3 separate regions of the Zea mays genome follow, and regions 2 and 3 are each linked to region 1. Evidence: chromatin contacts called from public Hi-C data. All regions are on one chromosome and are shown on one strand. The core of a region is the stretch at or near the end of the contact, and the rest is flanking DNA. Distances in the headings are between cores, read along the strand shown. Region 1 holds the start of LOC103639563 (protein MODIFIER OF SNC1 1). Region 2 holds the start of LOC100275316. Region 3 holds the start of LOC100285248.

The links. Hi-C and Micro-C count contacts between places; a contact is called where the count stands out from the background.
Region 2: a Hi-C map of ear shows a contact between it and region 1, with 2.1 times the contacts expected there. The contact joins the promoter of LOC100275316 here to the promoter of LOC103639563 in region 1. A contact is called at or near these places in 3 of 25 Hi-C or Micro-C datasets (ear, leaf and tassel).
Region 3: a Hi-C map of ear shows a contact between it and region 1, with 2.5 times the contacts expected there. The contact joins the promoter of LOC100285248 here to the promoter of LOC103639563 in region 1. A contact is called at or near these places in 2 of 25 Hi-C or Micro-C datasets (ear and tassel).

What each region holds. Positions count from the first base shown.
Region 1 is chr1:153,294,202-153,297,416 of Zm-B73-REFERENCE-NAM-5.0, forward strand. LOC103639563 (protein MODIFIER OF SNC1 1) reads left to right here and starts at 1,508. Exons shown (of 9, transcript XR_559530.3): 1 at 1,508-2,035.
Region 2 is chr1:153,704,684-153,708,358 of Zm-B73-REFERENCE-NAM-5.0, forward strand. It overlaps LOC100275316, which reads left to right and starts at 1,266. Exons shown (of 4, transcript NM_001149422.2): 1 at 1,266-1,539; 2 at 1,940-1,992; 3 at 2,419-2,519. The coding sequence starts at 1,467.
Region 3 is chr1:152,859,065-152,862,823 of Zm-B73-REFERENCE-NAM-5.0, forward strand. It overlaps LOC100285248, which reads right to left and starts at 2,166. Exons shown (of 5, transcript NM_001158142.2): 1 at 1,814-2,166. The coding sequence starts at 2,026.

The sequences.
Region 1 (3,215 bases), core at 258-2,757:
ACCATCTCCACCACCCCGCTATGGCCGGGGCGAGTAGAGGGGCGCGCCGCGGCCCACGCGCTGCCAGGGTGAGGACCGCAACAACTACAGCCGATGGCCAAGGGTATACCGGAACTGCGACGGCATGCTAGATCCACCCTCGGGCGGCCCAGATCCATCTTAGGGGCGTCTGATCTTGCCGTCGGCGAGGCTCTAGCAACGGGGCGATTATCGACTAGAGCTTGAAGGTAAAGGGAGGTGGAGGGGAGAAGGGACATGAGTAGATATGTCAATGGGGACCCGATACTGGCTAACCCGTGGGGAATTCCCCTATTAGGGTACGAGTATGGGACAAAAAATGTCCCCATGGGTATGGATATGGGACAAAATCTCCACCCATTGGGTAAACGGGTATGGGTTTGGGAAGCAATAATCCGAACCTGATTACCCATGGATATTTCATATGTGTACACCTGTCCTGTTTGTATGAATGAGTTGAGGTCGAGCCGGCCACCAAACCCAGCACGGCAGCGCACCAAACACCAGGTCCTAGCCTAACAAGGCAACTAGCAGAATAGCAAAAAACGAAATCCTAAAATAACCAGCCATACACTACGCCGACTGCTAGGAGACTAGGACGACGGTAACGACCATGGATTCTCAGACGCCAACGAACTCGGATGGTGACCAAGGAAGGTAAGGAGACTCTATTTCTCCATTTCTTCTATTGGTCCTGAAGTACAGTTTTTTTATGGATGGATGAATGGATCATGGTTCATGGATGAGTGCTTGCCGATGTGGTGATGTATGAAATCTGGATAGTTTGTACTAGCTGTTAGTACCTAGTTATCCTTTAATTGGGGATGTGGACCCATTGGGGACCCGAAACCCGAATGGAGATGAGTTTTGCACCCATGATGGGTATGATGATGTGTATGGGGATGGATCAGATATGATGGGATGAGTCTGGGATGCTATAACCCTGTGGGGAATACCCCATTGACATCTCTAGACATGAGAGGCTGAATTGAGCCCCGCTGCCGCCTTCCTAGCATCGACACGGGTCTCCCAGCCGTGTGCTCAGACGACGACGAAGTGGTGGAGAAGGGCGACGATTACGGGCGACACGACATGAGTTTCCGCCCGTATCGCCCCTGAAGGACAACGCAAGTGACCTTTTTCAAAATACCATGATTTTGAAAATTTTTAGAATCACAACCAAATACCAACCAAACACTTTATGATATAAAATACTATTACTAACCATAGTACCTAAAAATAAAAAAATATTTTACTTCCACATAGACCCTCAAGCAGTCAAGCCCTCAATTCACCTGTCTAGTGTCCAAGGTTTACAAAACCGATAAAAACCGACGGAGTGCGGTTTTTGTTAACCACCGGTTTTTTTTTCAAATTCGTTCTAAATTCAAAAAATTTGAAAAAAATCATCTACGGGTACCCACCGCCAGTCTCTACCATCTACGAATCTCCCTCCGCTCCTGTTCCGCCACCGCCAGTGCAGGAGAGCGCACGGGCTCCCGTCCCCGCGTCCATTCACGCCATGCCACGCGTCCGTCCTCTCTGACCCTTTTTATTATTTTCGCTCTCACGAACCCCTCTGGCCTCTGGCCCTCTCCAACCTTCTCTCTTCCCCGTTCCCCCGTCGCCTCGGCATTCCGCCGCCGACTCCGACGAGGGGGCCCCACCTGTCATCCTCCTCCCCCGCCGCCGTTCGCCGGACGGCAGCGCGACGAGGAGCCGTTTACCCCTTCCTGCCCCGCGGCATCCGCGTTCGCGTTGTGCGCCGCTGATCCGAGCGGACCGCTTCCCGCGCTGATCGCTTTCTCCGTTCGACCCCTAGGGTTTCGGCGTTCCCCTGTCTCCCCGCGCCCCCTTGGAGGCAGCACCAGAGATCTCGATCTTCCGCGGCCTCGGTCGCGCTACGCAGTTGACCCCGCTCGATTTATCACCGGGGAATTAGAGAGGCGTTTTCCGGGGGAGTTTCTTCGCGGGGAAGAGGGGCCATGGCCTCGAGTCTGCTCACCACGGACAGGAGGTTCGTGGTCTCCATCCCACGCTCCCACACGTTACAATTATTTTCTTAAATTTTCCATTCGCAATTCTGGTTTGATCGTGTAGTGCCTGTGCATTGATACCTGTGTTTTTTTCTTTAAAAAACTAGAAAATTAGTATCTATTTGGTGTAGTGAGGTTGTGGGAGCAGCAGCCTCTGTCAATTTATTTTGGAGGTATAGATGCTAATTGGATATTTGCCATTACAACAAAAGGGGTTCACAAAATTGTCATCAGGACCACATTCTATAGACTCAGCTAGACCCACAATTCATAGATACAGTTGCATTTATAACAAGGAGTCAATGTTTTAAGTGCCAAAATACCCATTATTCCAGCTTTTGGATGGTGGGGTTTGATATTGAGCTGCTGATTGGCCAATCGGCTTAATGGAGCTACAAAGTCCAGCTGGCGTGGCACTTGTGTCATCATGCTGGAACCAAAGTGTTTTATTGGTGACAATTATATGAAGATTTTGTCAGTTTGGCCATTGGATTTGTCCGGTAATCCAACTTGTGTGGACAGAGGTCGATGAAGGATGTAGTGATTTTATGCTCTTGCTGTGAGTTCGTTCTGAAATTCTGGATTTATGCTTATGGTTTTGTGCACATGGTCCTCCTGTCTTGATAGCTTGCTTACCCTTTTCCATCTTTCAATCAAGCCTTCTGTTTTTTTGCTTAACTTTTTTTGGGATCTATTTGTGGTTTTATGGTGTGCTTAGTAAAAAGCTGTGATGCTCTATTTGTACTAATCTCTTATCACAAATATAAGTTATTGTAGGTTTGTCATGTTAAACTTTATTCTTATCTTGACCATTGGTGTCAACATTTTGAACACAAGATTGAAACTAGTAGATTCATTGTGAAAACTACTCCCTCCGTTCCAGATTAGAAGGCACTTTGACTTTTTTCTGGCGCATCGAATTTGCTATGTATCTAAATATACGTTATGTATATATACATAGTAAATTCAATGTACCAGAAAATTCAAAGCGACTTATAATTTGGAAGAAGGAGTACTTTAGAATATATAACTCTTCTCATTGGGGTAAATATTTTTGTAGATATTGCCAGTAAAAGTTGAAAAATTCCGACTTAAGATAGACCCAAATGGACTTACATTTGTGATCATAGGAGGTAATATTTAAGCTGAGAATCCCTAATT
Region 2 (3,675 bases), core at 16-2,515, 410 kb after region 1:
ATGGCGCATCTCTTCGGCAGCTTCATCAATCTTCTTCTGAAGTTCAGCTAGCTGAAGCATTTTCTCTCTCTTTCTCTCCACTTGTTGGTGGATGGCCTCTAGGTCTCTGATCTCTTGGTCTAGCTCATCTTCTTATGGTGTTGGGCTGATGGCCTTCTTTTCTGGTTTCGGGCTTCTCTCAGAGGGAGCCCTTCTTGGTTGATGTCCAGCGGTGCGAGGGCAGCCCCTGGCGCTATTGCCTTCTTCGGTAGCATGACGAAGGTGGTTGCTCGAGCTGTTGCCGAACGTGGTCGTTTGAGTTCACCTGAGGTGGGCGCCAATGTTGATCACTTGTTCTCAAATGTTGCGATTAAAGAACAAGGCAACACAATAGTTAAAGATTAAGGACCTTCGTCCTTTAAAGTATTATCTCCTTTCGGATATAATGATCTTCGGACGAAGGTCATGAAGGATACACCCTCATGATTTGTGAGAATAGAAATTCATAGAGACACTATATAAAATTAATTCATTCATATATACATTTCATGATATACACATGAACATTAACATAATTAATATTACATGGATACCTTCGGCTTGTTTGAAGGCGTTGACGCGAGAGCAATTATAATCCAGCGTGAAGGGATATTGTTCACCTATTTATGGACACGGGACACATCCCGAGTAAAAATACATTTGTGACCTTAACATGTACTCATAATTGTGACATAAATCATTAGGGACTAACTAGTCTTTTCCTCTTCGGTTAGGCATCATGTTTGATCTTCGTCGCCACTTTAAGCCGAAGTTGTTGCTCTTCGGCTATAGCTTCGGTATTCATCGTCGTCATTTTCAGGCAAAGCCTTCGTCTTAAGAGCTTTCGGCGAGAAGAAGACCCCCCAACATCGATTACAAACGATGTCTTCGTCTTGAAGACCTTCGGCGGAGAAGAAGATCATCAACAGTAACCAAATGGTTTATTGTATTTTAAGTTGAACTTATTTTTTACATGTTTGTTTGACTTTTTTTTGATTGACACTTTAGTATTTTAGGCTTTTAAATAGTTATGAATAATCTGACAGGTAAAATTATTTATATTGGTACGGATATATATAAGATTTTATATCTGCGACCTTATAGATAGTAGAATTTTTTTACGTTTATCGGTTGCCACACTTGAGTTGAGGTCATCGGCCTAGCTTGGTGGGGCTTTGGGGAAAAGTCTTTTCTACCCCTACCTTTTTAACCATGAACTTGGGTCCATCTTTCTTCCCCGCACCTCCTCTCGTCTCGCGTCCACCGCCCGCGCCTAGCCCTCTCCTCGCGTGCCTCTCGCCTCCGGCGCCCCAGGCCGTGCTTGCCTGCCGCGCCCACCGCCGGTCCGCGCTCGCGCCTACACGGAGCATCAGGAGTTCAGGCGCGGCGAACAGGGGGAAGAAGCAGCCAACCTCGCTCGCTACTCGCTAGCCTAGTCGGCGGTCGCCATGGGGATCGGCTACGTAGTGGGCGTTCTCGGCGGCGCCATCCTCGCCCACGCCGCCTACGCCACCATCCAGTGTACGCTCCATCCTTCTCCCATCCCATCCCCTCGCCGCGCTCCCACCAAAATTTGCCGTGGATCTCCGTTTTCCTAAGGCACCTTTGATTTTCCATCTGATTCTGGATTGCGGTCAGTGGTGGACTCTCGGTTCTTCACTTCTTTGGCACCCGCAGCGCTCTCAGATCGAGCGCGTCGTTGAGGCCTTAGTGAATTGGGGCGGGGTTTAGATCTAGTTCACGAGCTTCTGTGTTCCTGGTGCTCTCGCACCCGGCGAGAGCTGTGTGGTTGGCTCAGCAGTGCACCAGTAGGATTGATCTGCGTTTCAGCGCCGGCGAGATTCCTGGACAATTTGCTCGAACTAGATGCTGCTGTTGGCTGGCTAGTTTTGACGGATTGATGTTTTATGTGTTATTACAGACCGGGCGGTGCTCAAGATCACGGAGGAGGAGTTCTCGCGGCCGCCCATGGATGTATGTATTCTCAACACAGTTACACAGGGAATCTTTTTATTCTAGTTTCCCTATTTGCAATATACTGGAATATTTGTGTGTATAGAATTCTATCTCTAGCTACCTAGGCAGCTCGGGCTGGTAACTTTTTAGAAGGTTGAGTTTTGATACTGTAGCGTAAGTGTGAACCATGAATTATGCAGTTATGTGATTGAGAAGCTTGTCGTTAGCTACAGTATGTCCAAACAATTATGCTGTGTAACTAAAACAGAACATGTGGCATTCTGATATGTATGAGGTTGTGAGGTGCTTATGTATCATGTATGTGCTACATATCCTTCTGTACTGTCTTTTGTGCAAACCATTTTGTTTTAGTTTGCTGTTTTGCTTTTATCAACCAAACATGGGAGTGTTTGCTTCCCTTATGGTATACTTCTAATCGTGTAGGTGATGATGGAGTTGCTCCTAGGGTTGGCTTTGTGCATGTGGGCAGGTCTTGCTGTTCCAGCGAAATTTCTCTCAGTGCTCCCACATTCTGAGGAGAATAGGTGAGTCTATCCTGTTCTCTGTAATTTTTGTAGGTGATAGTTAGAAAGCCAGGAATGAGCCAACTGGTTAGGTGGGATGTGTGGTCTTGCACCCATCCACACAAGTCTTCTCTCGGCTTGAATTTAGCTGCTTATTTCTCTTAATGAAAAACCTCCTAGTTCCTTCGAGGTTGAATCTCATTTTTGTTCAATCTTAAAAAGTCAAAACTAGTTCCCTTTCTAAATTGGGATTGGTGAAGTCCTGGAACAAGGAACTAGGAAACCAAGTTACAGAAAGTGAAACTTTGTACCGTTGCTTTAGCAGCTGTAATCATAATAACTGGTCTAGCTGTGCATGCATCATCAATAGGAGGTTATTGCACAGGCATACATTATATTACAATATCATGTGTCGCCTAAAGTACAGGAATACACAACTGATTGTAGTTCTTTATCCTTCATTGGTGCTTATATTGATAGAAACTAATAATAACAAAAAGCTGAATTCTGCAACATATTTGAAACTCATAAGCCATAATACGTTCATTCAAATTGAATAGTCATTCAGAGTTGGGTTCTTCCATCATAACATTTGTGACTGCATCAAGTGATTGCACTTGCAAGTTGTTACATTGGAAGCGGAAAATTCACTTTTTTGTATGTGAGGCTATAGCATAACATCAAGATTAAATTTGTGATGTACATTCTGTTGATCTTGTCACTATGTTCATTTAATACCGTACTATCATGTGCCAAACTGAGAATTTGTGTATGCATAACTATTTTGTAAGAATGTACTGTCTTGCTATGTGAGTTTGCAGGAGTGTTTTGTTTCCAAATCTTATTGGAAGTCTGGGGGGTCCTTTTTTCTCTTGTAATTATATTTTCTATCCTTTCTATTAATGAAATGATATGCAGGCCTCCTGCATGTTAGAGAAAAAAAAGCTTATTGTGCATGCATACAGTGTAGTACAATGTCATGGGCAACTCTGACCTTCTCCTCTTCCAAATTATAAGACATTTTAGCTTTCCTAATACATTGCTTTAACTATGTATCTAGACAGAATGTATATCTAAGTGCATAGCAAAAGTTATGCATCTAGAAAAGCCAAAATGTGTTATAATTTGGAACAGAGGGAGTAAAACAAAGGAATACACAACTGTTTGTAGTTCTTTT
Region 3 (3,759 bases), core at 916-3,415, 430 kb before region 1:
GTGCCACCCTCCAATTGGGCCGTTGCAGAGTGAACGGTTGACGTCGGCTCGTTAATGATAGGGGTCAGGGTTCGGGAAGTTTCTCGGCCGGGACCATTGTTTTTCGGTCTCTTCTTAGCATAATACCGGGAGGGCAGTCATTCCTTCCCCGAACGAGTTTATTTAGTATACATACAATTATCAATGTTGAAAAAAAAGATTTTGGAGCAAATTATAAGGATACAAATAACTGTATTGATTTCTATTATTATCTGAACAACACAGGATTTAATTTGATATGGATGAAACAGTGCATAAAGTAACTCAGAACAGTGTAGAGAATTAAAGATTCTGAAATCTCGGCATCAACAGCATCACCGTCGTCCTACAAACTGTGTCAAGATTCTCTGGTTAGTTCATGGTGCCTGATGCTTTCGAATTCGAACTATAAGAGAAGCAGATTCAACATTATCTGGAACCAAAACTGCATTTTCATTTTATAGAAAAAAAATGAAGAAACTGAACGGAAAATCCTCTCGCCACAACAAACATTAAGGAAGAACAGTACCAACTTGAACTAAACAAAAAATAATCATCCCACGATGCTTTGAAATTCCAGCATAAAACAATAAAACTACAGCATCAAAATTGAATGTGCACACTTATCTTTACATTACGGTTTTTGAGAACAATAGAAAACAAGAGGAATGGTCATCCTTTTGTCTGTTGCCACAAGAAACATCAACATAAGATCATGCCACTATCCAACCAAACAAAGAGCTATTATTTTCCGTGTTCAATTCTCATTTGTAGATAGTGCAAATTATTTCTAAATTCAACAAAAAAATCACCTTACTATAATACTATCTGATTTGAACTCCAAAAACAGCACCACCCTTGCTAGTTCTAGAATGACATGTAGATTCTAACACCAAATAAAATCACAAGCCACTGGTGAATCAATCCTACAGCTAAACCAACAGACACATATGCTATCTCCCAATGCCAAGTTCACAAGACAGCACCACATAGCCAGAACTCAGTGACTGAATCATGATCTCATAGTTACACAGTGAGCCACAAATTGACACAATAACATTACCCTCGAATTAAACAGTAATCATAATTCAAATGATTAGCCCATTGCTCACATGGGCTTCTGTTGGGTTTCAATTCTAGGTAGCCCTAACTTGCTTGGGAGTAAAAGGCTTTGTTGTTGTTATTGTTGTAGACCATTGCCCACATAACTTAGCAAAAAGAAAGATCATTTACAAACTTATCCTCACTTGAATTCTGACAATTATGTATATGAACAACACAACAACTTATATATTACTTTGTTTTTAATATTGGAACTCTCCACAAAAAATAGAAATTTTGATTGTATGCAATAATTATTCCCACCATTTACCAGATGAATGCATCTTCACGAAAGTCCAATCTCTCCCAGTACAAATTCAGGATCGCAACACCAAAAATGGTGCTCAACTAGACCAATCCACTCGACGTTCTGAAAAACATTCCCATTAGGATGGTCACCATAACCCATGAAAAGAGCTTCGTCGATCTCCCAGAAGTAGCCCCTTCCAGATGAAATGAAAGAAACCAAACATAAAAACACCATTTTTTGAGAGCGTGTAGTTTTGGAGCGCAAAATTTCGCCACATCCCGATCTCCCCCAAAGTGCAACAAAGAGCGTCGTACGGACTCGCATTCACCCAAAAAAAGATTCCATCTTCCCACACCATTTTGCCCAAACCGCGCCACAAATAACTGGATTCATATTCCCAGATCAAGCCAAGAACGAGCTACAGGGCCGAAGAGATTTCGAGACCTCGTAGTTGAGGGAGAGACCCTCGCGGAGCGACGACTCCGCCTCCTGGATGTTGCCATCGTCGACCTTGGCCTCCGATGAGCCGGACGCCGAGGCACCTCCATCCGACTCCGGCAGTGCCGCCTTCCCCTTTATCGGGGACGCGGCGGCCGCCGGTGGCCAATCCCCGGTGGGGCTCGCCACGCTCCGGCTGTCCCACTCCGCCGCCGCCATCGCTGCCGCCGATACCGATACGTCACCGCTGCCGCCGCGGTAGCTCGAATCCTCCGGCAAGCATGATAGGACAATGTAGGGGAAAACGCCGTTGGGTACGACAGGGAGAAGGCGAGATCCAACTCTACTCTTGGGACCTTAGGCGCTTTGTTTTGTTTTTTGGTTTTGTTTCCCTCGTGAGGTGTTTGGTAGTGGCTGACCATGTCTTGAGGAAAACAACATTCTATTTGAGGTATTTCTATTGTGAATTTGGCAGTTTATTTATGTAAAATTTGACAGTTAAGGGGGTGTTTGGTTAGAGGGACTAAAGATTAGTCTCTAGTTTTTAGTCCCATTTAGTCTCTTTTTTTGTTAAACACTAGGACTAAAATATGGACTAAAATGATTTAGTCTTTAGTCCTTCACATATGTGCTAAAAGAGACTAAACCATATTAATTTCACATTTACCCCTCATTTAGTTCAAGTGTACTAATAGCAGGAGAATATTAAATGCCATTTTAGTCTTCTTATGAGTCATTTAGTATATTTTTACTATTTTTAGCTCTTAGAACTAAATATGTTAGGGACTAAACTTTAGTCCTCTAACTAAACTTTAGTCCCTAGACTAAAGAAACCAAACATGGCCTAAAGCTTGGCCAGGTTGCAAAAGACCGCCTACAAACCAGCAAGAGTTGCTAAAGTAAATAGAGAGTAAATTACGTTCGAGCATCTCTAAGATATAGCTAAATAGTTTGTCAAGCTAAATTTTAGCTATTTAATAGTAAAATAGGTCTTCAACAGACTAGTCATTTAACTTGTAGACCTATCTGGCTCACTAAATTAGCTTTCTCACTAGTCAAATTTAGCTAGCAACTCTGGCTAGTCAAGCTAACTTGTATGTTAGAGAATCCGTTCGAATGATAGATTTTAATCTTTATGAAAAGACAAATAAAAAGTCAAATAGAGAATAAAAAATAAAGAGACTCTTGGAGATGCTCTTATCGGTCATTAAACTTATATAGCTTATAGCATTGTATTATTTCGGTACCTAAACTTTTAAAGTGTATATCTAGATTTCTAAACTTATAAAGTTGTATCATCTCGTTTTCTAAACTCTCAACATACACATTCTAGTCCATATACTTCTAAGGTCGTATCATCTGGGTCTATAATTTTTTTTGATGTCATACATGTTCAGATAATTTGGACCATTGATGACACCAAAAACAAATTTAGAGACTCAAATGCACGGAGCGAAATGTGCATGTTAAGAGTTTAGAGACCGGAATGATACAACTTCATAAGGTTAGAATTTAGATATATACTTTGATAGTTTAAGGACCGGAATGATACATCACTATAAATTTAGGAACCGATAATGTACTTTACTCTAAAATAAATGTCTTTAACTTGCTGATTCTCTAGTTATAAAATTTTAGAGTTGGTTTGGCTCAATTATTACCCGTGAAAAAAACTAAGGTAAGTTGTCTCCTATTACGGCTAGTTTTTTAGCCCCTTCAACCCCCTCCGGTTTTGTGACTCTCAAACTAGCCCTTAGATGTGTACTGCTCACGATAAACATAATTCTAGACACCACAACCAAAAAAAGATAGTTTGGATACCTTTATTTTATATCACTGGAATCTACTTAATAGGATAGACTATTTGGTTTGGAATTTAACATTTCATCACTTTCTAAAATTTAGATATAAGTCTATCTTACATATATAGAGTGATGAATGAAAATTGATTT